Linked DNA regions of Mus musculus: region 1 is linked to region 2. The links are chromatin contacts, called in public HiChIP or PLAC-seq maps. All regions are on one chromosome and are shown on one strand. Each heading gives the region's core, a stretch centred on a gene start, on an enhancer-like site or on the middle of the called end of the contact. The rest is flanking DNA. Distances are from core to core; before and after follow the strand shown. Region 1 has its middle 9.8 kb from the start of Gm46328. Region 2 holds the start of Npas3 (neuronal PAS domain protein 3).

Region 1 (4,561 bases), core at 1,381-3,880, 1.2 Mb after region 2:
AAGCAGGCTCCATGTTGCTGCACAGTGGAAGCTCTCTGAGGGGTCACGTGTGGCAGGGCTTCGGGAAAGACAGGTGCATTGTCTCAGGGGGAAATCATCTCCTCCATCTCCTTAGCGTGTCTTTAAGTGACTCCAATTTCCTGGCGGTGGGGCTGCAGACCCTGGCCAGAGGATCAACAGGCTCAGCTGGACCAATTGTTATGGGAGAAACAATAGCATGTACTATTTATTACTCTTTGGAACCGATCAAAATGCCACATCTCCATCTGAAGCAAGAGGTAAATCCCATCTTTTGACCAGGAGACCTAAGCTTCTGCTGTTTGTTTGTTTGTTTGTTTGTTTGGTTGGTTGGTTGGTTGGTTGGTTGGTTTTTGAGACAAGGTTTCTCTGTGTAGCCCTGGCTGTCCTGGAACTCACTCTGTAGACCCGGCTGGCCTCAAACGCCAAAATCTGCCTGCCTCTGCCTCCCAAGTGCTGGGATTAAAGGTGTGCACCACCACTGCCTGGCAAAGCTTCTGCTTTCTTTTCTAGTGTTCCCAGGGAAAGGGAGTGGGGTTCAAGCCGACCAATGGGAAGAGCTCATCTTCAGTGGCTTCCAAGGCTACTACAATAGTCTAACCTCAAATGTTGAGACCCTAAAATTAGCTAAGGTATGGGCCAAAATTGGAGGACAGTTATATCCCATTTTCACTATGAAAATCTAGAGATCTAATTCTAACGATGTTCATCAGAATGGACTATAGAGTCCAGATTAGTACCCCTGTGTGTGTATAGCCTCTGGCTCAATACCTCTCTGTGTACATCCAGCCTCTAGGCTTGTTTAGGAGAAGAAAGTTAACAAGAAATCACAGTAGGGCTGGAGAGATGGCTCAGTGGTTCAGAGCACTGACTACTCTTCCAGAGGTCCTGAGTTCAATTCCCAGCATCCACATCATGGCTCAAGACCATCTGTAGTGGAATTCTATGCCCTCTTCTGGTGTGTCTGAGGACAGCTACACTGGGCTCATATACATAAAATAAATAAAATTTAAAAAATAAAAAGTCACACCAAAAAATAGAGTATTATTTCCATCTCTGGCCTATGGCCAGGACAAAACCAAGGACATTCCCAGTTTCTGGCCAAGGGCACAAATTGAAGACCTATTCATAATCTTCTGGCCCCAATTCTAACTCCATTCTCTTTAGTACTATCCAATGTAATTTTGCTGAATGAAAGAAAGAAGAAATGAATGAGATCCCTTTCTAGAAACTTTTCTCAGCTAACATGCTGAATCAGTGTTTCTGTCAGTGTGTCTAGAAGAGGCAAAGGACTTTCTCGACAACACCAAAACTTCCCTCCTCCACTCCCACACAATGGGTGTCAGGAGACATAGTGGCCCACAAAACATTCTTCTTCCTGTCCACCAGCTATGACATGGCCTCCTGGGAATTAGCCTTGGCGCCTCTGTCTCTTCCTCTCACTAAGTCCAAATGTGGAATTGACTCCAGTGAGCAGAAGGCTGGGTCGATGGCTGCGCTGATGGCACCCTGACACTCAGAGCAAGAGGAGCCAACGGACAGGTTTCAGCAGAGCAGGTCTAGGCCTTCTGTTCCCTCAGCCCAGGAGCCATCATCCCCCGAATCTCTGGCTGTTTTAATGAACATGATTTGGAATGCTAACCAAATAACCTCACACAATTAGCCTGGCCCACCAGCCCTAAGACATGGAAGTCTGAAACCCACTGCTCAGTGGGGCCTGTCAGCTACAGCTGCAGGAGGCAGCTGCCCAGCCTACCTTTCTGCTGAGCCCCTCCCTGCCTTCCTCCAGCTCTGTGTCTAAGGAAGCTTTCTCTTTCTGTATTGTTCTATTGATGGCCAAGTTCCCTGTTTTCAAGCATCTCTTTTTAATCTGTTTAGATGTGATATAATCAAACTAATAATCCATTAGTATATTCCACAAGAATACTTTTCCAGGGACAATGACTGTAAGCTAGGAACCTCTATTTGCCCCAGATAAGTCATCACCTAGAGTCCCCAAGAAGCACTACACTCCAATGTAAGACATATGTTTCTCAGACATCAGAAAAGCCCACAGTGAGTCAGGCAGTGGTGGTTCATGCCTTTAATCCCAGCACTCGGGAAGCAGAGACAGGCAGACCTCTATGAGTTCAAGGCCAGCCTGGTCTACAGAGCAAATTCTAGGACAGTCAAGGCTCCACAGAAAAACCTTGTCTCAAAATACCAAATAAATAAATAAAAATAAAAACCTAAACTATGAAAAGTGAGAATAAAACATATTACTATTGCTGCCTTCTCTCACCTGATCCCCCAGCAAACCAGAGACCTATGCTCTGCTCTGAAGGGAAGAGCAATTTAATGACACTGGTGTCCCAGCAGAACTGCACCAGCCACAGCACAGCACCTACTTTGTTCTGAATAGTACAAGTCTTACCTTGTCTTGAGGCTGGGCAAACCTAGACAAAATGTTTCCCCACCCTTTATGCAAAGCATCCCCATCATTGCCAGCAGTGACCAGAGAAGGGATGGAAGCCTTGCAGCTCGGAAGCCAACTGCGCCCCACTCTCTCCCTTTATGAGAGATGTAAAAATATGTTCCCTCTGCATCAGCAAAGTGAAGCCTTTGTCTTAGCTCGTTAGCATTTCTACGGCTGGCTGGGCAGATTCTTTTCCAACTTTGTCACAGCAAGAGACTTGCCCTGCAAAGCCTTGCTCCTTATTGTAAGGCAAGTCTCTGGGGGAAATAAGCAGAGAAGACAAGGAAGGGGACCACAAGCTAGAGCAAGAGGCTGCCAGCAGCCTCCGAGGGGCCTCAGGACTCACACACTGAACCATCTGTGTTTGACTTCATCACTCTGTGAAAGAGACGGAGCCCAGTGATGACTGAAGGCTTGTGCCGGTGAAAACTAGAGATATGTTTCTCTCAGCATCTTTCGTTTCCTAAGGATGCAAGGTAGTCTATTTGGCCTCCCACAGCCACTGATTTACCACTTCCAGGCATCCCTCTTTGTGGTCTTTTCTAGAAAGTAAAACTTAAAAAAATAATAATAATAATGGAGCAGGAACACCTAATTGAGCACATAGCATGTGTAATTGTGAATCGGTGCCTGGGAAGCTGGATAAATATGTACCGGGCTCAGCCATCATGTCGCTCTTCAGTTCGACCCAGAAAATGACTGACATCTAGGAACAGCATGTATATGGCTTTTGCCATTTCTTCTTGTAAAAGAATCACAATGAAAAGGCAAAATGGCATTTTAAGTGCAGTGTTTGACAGGGTTTGAGAGGTTGGGGTGGGGGGAGAGCGGGAGTGGAGAGTGGGAAGGAGAATCAGAATCCTAGCCCTGAACACAGGCAGGAAGCACTTGTCCAAGCAGACACTTTCTAGGAGCGGCACTGTAATAACCACTCACCGGGCTGGGACAAAAGACAAATCAATAAACGTTGTCTAAAGAGATTTTTGACCAGCAATACTTCCCACATGTTTGTCCTTTAAAAAAAAGATTTATTTATATATATGAGTACACTGCAGCTGTCTTCAGACACACACTAGAAAAGTGCATCGGATCCCATTACAGATGGTTGTGAGCCACCATGTGGTTGCTGGGGATTGAACTCAGGACCTCTGGAAGAGCAGTCAGTGCTCTTAACGGCTGAGCCATCTCTCCAGCCCAGGTGTGTCCTTTTTAAAGAACTTAACCAGGCTACTGCCATCTTTAAAGAAACAAAACAGAACAAAACAAAACAAAACAAAACAAAACAAAACAGAACAGAACAAAACAAAACAAAACAAAACAAAACAAAACACACTGTCATAGTTCCAACATCAATTAGCAACAGACACATGAAACTCTTCCAGGAGGAAAATGTGCATGGTCCGCTTGACCAAATCCCGGCTGACCAGCATTTGATCTTTCTAAAACAGTGTCCCACCATAAAGGGTCTTTACAATTCTCATTCTTCTCTGATGTATAAACATGCGTATGTCCACCTTGTTCAGCTGTAGGTTCAAGAAGCTGAGATTGTAGAGGAAGGAGGAGGCAGTCTCTCCTCCAGGGCCTCCATTCACCTCATTGCCTCATGTTCACAGGAATCCTCAAGGTTACCCAAGACTCCTTGGAGCTTTCCCACCAAACGGGGATATGGAAGCTAACTCCTATTCCAAAGTCATTCTGAGGAACGTATGCCACAGGACCAGAGCTCTGCATCTCCGAGTCTTCACTTGACCACTTCCAAACATAAGTACTAAAACAATATAGGTGGCCCTTACACTTTTACTAATTCCCTCAATCCCTACAACCTCTCTAGAAGGTTGCTCAAGCAAAAGGTTGTGAAACTCGAAACTCAAGCTGGGAGATGCTTTCTGCTTTAGTTATGGCCACACAAATAAGGTCAAGCTGAGCGGGAGCCCGAATCCAAGCCTTCAGCCCCTTCCTCCCATCTCAACTACCTTAGAGGTACCACAGAAGAGTCCAAGTACCCCAATCCCCGAATCACAAGATAAAAATCACAAAGTCTCTGGGAGCTGAGTCCCATGAAGTCCCATCTGCAGGAGATCCTGCCCC
Region 2 (4,639 bases), core at 101-2,600:
CTTCAGCTGCAGTGCCCAGGCCCTGAGTGCCAGATGGGAAGAGGGTACCAGAATGGGAAACCACCACTCCCCACCACCACCCAGCCGCAGCAGTAGCAGCAGCAGTTGCAGGAGTAGCAGCAGCAGCAGCAGCAGCCGCTAAGCTGGGCAGGGGCTTTGAGTGTGGGACATTAGCAGAGCTCTGTGTCCCTCAAGGGCTGCATCCGCCTGCTTCTCGCATCTCTGCTCCTGCTCACCAGCCAGAAGACAGGGGGAAAAGTGGGCAACCCGGGTCCTGGGGAGGGATGGAGGGAAACAATCAACTCCCACTCCCCCAACCCTAGCTCAGTGAAACCCAGTGCAAGTCTCACTAAAAAGGCGCATCCAAACTGTAAGGATCTCTCTTCACCCCCTAATGAAAGGCAGGCGTCACAATGTGAAGTAACAGGAAGGCGCGAGGAAATAAATGCACGTGTTTTCTCTTTTTGTTTCCTTGGTGTTTGGAATTCGCAGAGTTCTTTTCAATTGTGGCTACTAATTTATTCGTTTCCTCGGTCAAAGGGGGGCGTTAAGAGATGGATCATAGCGCAAACTAAGATCTAGCTGAGACCCCACCTCACAAGTTTCCCAAGACCAACTCTTCCGCTCACCAGGAGCGGGAAGAGCCCTTTCTTTTAAGCGACCCAAACTCTCCATTGTACAAAAGCGCCAACCCCCCGCCCCGCACTCCGTCGCCTTTGCAAACCACCTCTCCTAGATAACTATCAAGTTCTCCAGGAACCCAACTTGCGCTTGGTCACATTCGCTCTGCTTAATGTGGAGAATAGTGTCAAAGAGGGGTCCAGGCTGAAACGGGAGGCTCTGACGCCCCATTCCTACACCCGCGGGCTGGGATCCTGGTTTCTGGCAGCCTCGGAAGGCTGAAGCCAGCCCGGATGGTGGTTATTTCTCCAGAGAAAGGAGGAGAAAGAGCGCACCACAATCTTGCACTTTGGGTCGGAAGTGCGCGGTGTGTGTGTGTGTGTGTGTGTGTGTGTGTGTGTGTGTGTGTGTAGAAGAGGGAGGGAAAACGCACCCTCCACTGCTCGTTATTCCCTTGCACCGGCCAAGCGCTCGCCAAGCCTCCCGGTGCATCCTTCCTCCTTCACCCCCTCCTCCTCTCAGCTGGGCTCGCGCGGCGCTGCTGGAGCAGCCAGTGAAAGCAACATCCTGGAAAGAGGGGGGAGCAACAGTGCCCCCCAAAAGGGAGAAAAGGCCCCACCCTGACACGTTTTGCTGTTTGCAAGTCCCTCGCACACCCCCCGCACCTCCTCCTCGCCACCCCCCCCCACCTCAGCCCGCTGCGCGCACATCAAAGCGCCTCTCCGCCGCGCACAGTGGCCGCGGCTCACTAATGGGATTGCAGGCTGGTGCCTGGCTCCGCTGCTGCCGCCGCTCGCGCCGCTGCTGCCGCCGCCGCCCGAACCCGAGCCCGAGCCCCCGCCAGCCCGAGCCCAGAGCAGCCGCGCCTGGGGCTCCAAGCCGCGGCGATGATCCGAATCTTTCCGGATTTCAGCGTGCAGGTGACGGCCGCGGCGGCCGGCGGGGCAGCCGCTGGGGTACCGGCCGGTGCGGGCATGGGGAGGGCCGGCGCCGCGGCCAACGGCACCCCGCAGAACGTCCAGGGCATCACCTCCTACCAGCAGCGGTGAGTAGTCCCGTCCGAGCTGGGATAGTGCCCCCGTCTCGGGTACTGGGGTGGGACTCACTTTGCTCTTGTTTTGTGCCTTACAACACACATGCACCTCGTCAGGGCTTACTTTGCCTGCCCCTGTGCTATAGAAGGAGGGGGGGGGGGATACACAATCCGAATTGAAAAGCACTCTAGTGCACTGGCGAAGTGAAGTCATCCTTTGCCCTCTGCCAGGCCCCGAACGTTGAGCCTCAGCCCCGAGTAGCCAGAGAGTTCCAGTCAAGTCTGAGACGCTGCAGGAGATGCTTTTGCAAAGTTTGGGCTTCCTGCCCCCTTTCAGCAAAATGTTCTCAATGCCTCCGCGGGTGCGAATCCGCGCTGACGGACAGCCAGGGGAGCAATTGATCATCGGAGGCTGATTGATCATTTGTTTCCAAATAGGACAGAGACGATTTTCATGTGCAGAGATAGACTTGCGTTTCTACCTAATAGTGTGAGATCCTGTCACCTGTTACTACAGGGAATACAACGTGAAATCCGAATCTCTTAGGCGCTGTTAACTATCTTAAACGCATTATGATGCAAATGGATGGGATTCCGAGATCCAAGTTAGGAAGCAAATTTTACAAAAGTTAGGCTTGGTGGTGAAAGGGAAGTTTTAATATAGAAATTGTTTTTAGTTTTCTAAAGATAGTCTCTAGATTCAAAATAATTGTCATTAAAACACTGAGCAACCTTTGATTGAGGAAGGAAATAAAGAGAAATTTACCATCAACAGCTTTCTAACCCTAAAGTTTTCCCTTTAAGGATAACTTTCGATGTTCTAAGATTTTATTGAAAATGGGATTCACAAAATCGCTATGAGAAAAACTAACAATATAATCAAAAAGGTAAACTCTCTATTCATGAGGCTCAATTTTATGGTAGATGGAAGAAAAAAAAGCACATGAGAGTGTGAAATTAAATATTTGTGTTTCCCAGATTGTACACGATTAAACATCTGAGAGATTTGCCAATGGCATTTAACTTAAAATATACATAATGCATAATTCAAATTCCCATTTTACCTCATCTTTGAAACTTCATTGATTTGAGAGCCTTTGGTTTGAAACAATAGTATTTAAACTGCAAAGGTTACAGTAATCTGTCATTGCTATGTTTTGTGCCTTCTAACCAATGGCCCAGTGACCAGATTTTGCCTAACACAGTATTTTCCAAGTTCATGTAATTGCAAATATTCTGTAGAAGACTTCATTACATGCTCTGCTTATTGTCAAAAGTTTTAAAAAGAAGTCGTGGAAATAACTCTAAAGGGGCAAATCTTTGTCAGACACATATTTTTTATTAAATTATTTTAGTCATGTTTTACTCAAGCGATTACAAGAACCTTTAACAAAAAAGATCTGGGCATCTTTCAAAAGCAGAACACCAGTAAAGAATTCAGTTTCCCCATTTCATGGTTCAGGTATGGGTTTTTTTTTTTTTTTTTTTGTCTTTTATAAAACATTTAAATGACAATAGGATCTGGCGGTCACTTTAACTAGGAAGTGTAGGCAATAGTGACAATAGTGTGGTCTCTGAGGAAGAGATTCAAGGGTCAGAAATGTCACATGGCCTTTGGACAATTCCAGGGACCTCCAGGAACTTGAGCTGACCCAAAAGATGTAAATTGGGCATAAGGAGCTGTCGTGAATCTCCCGCTTTTAGGGTTTTTCCCCCTCAGCATTGGCATTGTCCTTTAGAAGAAAAAGATGATTTGGGGGTTCAGGAGTATCCAGGGGAAGTCATCCCCCCACTTCACCCCCAAGCACCTGCCTCAACACTTCCCTTTAAAGGTTCCTGTTGGGTTTCAGGCCACTTGTTAAACCTCAACCCACTGGTCTTCTAAAGACAGGGGTGAAAAACAAAACAAAACAAAACAAAAACAAAAACCCACCAAACCCTCTAAACTTTCTCCTTTGGAGTGAATTATGGCTTCCTTTGATTTAAGTGTTCTCTCATACTGACAAGGTAAGATGATAGTAGTGAAATGCAGTTTTCTTCCCATGGTGTTACTCAGATCTCCTGACACCTGTTACTGTCTTTAATTTTAGTTAATTTGGGGGCAGAAGAGTTGGGCAAGAAGATTATTGGCAGGTGTTGGAGGTAAGGTCTAAGCCAGGAGTCTCCTTTCGTAGTTCACCAGCACTAGGAGTCACCAGGACTGGCTTCGGGGCTCTGAGGAGTAGATTTAATTTCCTCCCGGAGACCTGGACGTTTTGCTAAAAAGAATTGTGAAATAACGTTTAAGAATTTTAAAGTACTTTTGGGGATCTGATGAGGGGTGACAGGAGTGGGTTTTTAAGCAGTGGCCTGCCTGTTGAGAGAGCACAAACTTCTCTTATTTGTCACCTCAGGGCAGAACTGCCCTGGACTGTCTCCTGGAACCAGAACTTCCAACTGGTTAACTCCTCTCTTCTTTGCTAGCCCCCATTTGTCTTGTAGGCAACACTCATCATTGCTCCAATTCATTTCCCAACTCCTATCTCTCCTACCTGTAGCGCCTACTAACTACTCCAGAGAGTCTTCAATAGTGTGAAGATATTGCAGCTCTGTCACCACACTTAAGAATCCAGTAGCAGTTCAGAATCCCCTCCCTACTTAACTGGAAGGGTAGCACACAAGGAGACACTCATTGAGCACCCCCACCCCAACTTTAAAGCAGAAGGCAAAGCTTCACTCACGAATGATGTTTCCCACCAGACTCTTCCATTTGTTCAACGCGGAACAGTCTTGGGTGTCTGTCTTGCCTGCTTAATACAGAACTGGCCCTAGTCTGCAAAAGGAGCTGTCCCCATTCTGCAGAGTGGCATAGTGGATAAATGACTGCCCGGGGTTTCTCCAGGTAAAAAAAAATATCCATCTAGCTCTGCACTGAGTAGCCATTTCTCTAGGCTTCCATGGGAGGCGACTAGACTAGATTCCAGAGGCCAGCAATCCAGTCCCAGG

The links. HiChIP or PLAC-seq counts read pairs in DNA pulled down with a chosen protein or histone mark.
Region 1: an H3K4me3 HiChIP or PLAC-seq map of embryonic forebrain shows a contact between it and region 2, with 4 times the contacts expected there. The contact joins the enhancer-like site here to the promoter of Npas3 in region 2. A contact is called at or near these places in 2 of 39 promoter capture datasets (embryonic stem cells and hippocampal neurons) and 3 of 115 datasets of contacts at active chromatin or transcription factors (astrocytes, embryonic forebrain and embryonic stem cells).

What each region holds. Positions count from the first base shown.
Region 1 is chr12:54,407,686-54,412,246 of GRCm38.p6, forward strand. No RefSeq gene overlaps it. Among named protein-coding and RNA genes, the nearest start is that of Gm46328, 9.8 kb to the left of the region's middle. Within about 2 kb of position 2,631, at least 9 of the 459 cell types and tissues checked have an H3K27ac peak or open chromatin away from gene starts, as enhancers often do. A contact at or near this core is called in embryonic forebrain, where this site is marked.
Region 2 is chr12:53,247,082-53,251,720 of GRCm38.p6, forward strand. Npas3 (neuronal PAS domain protein 3) reads left to right here and starts at 1,351. Exons shown (of 12, transcript NM_001370962.1): 1 at 1,351-1,666. The coding sequence starts at 1,509.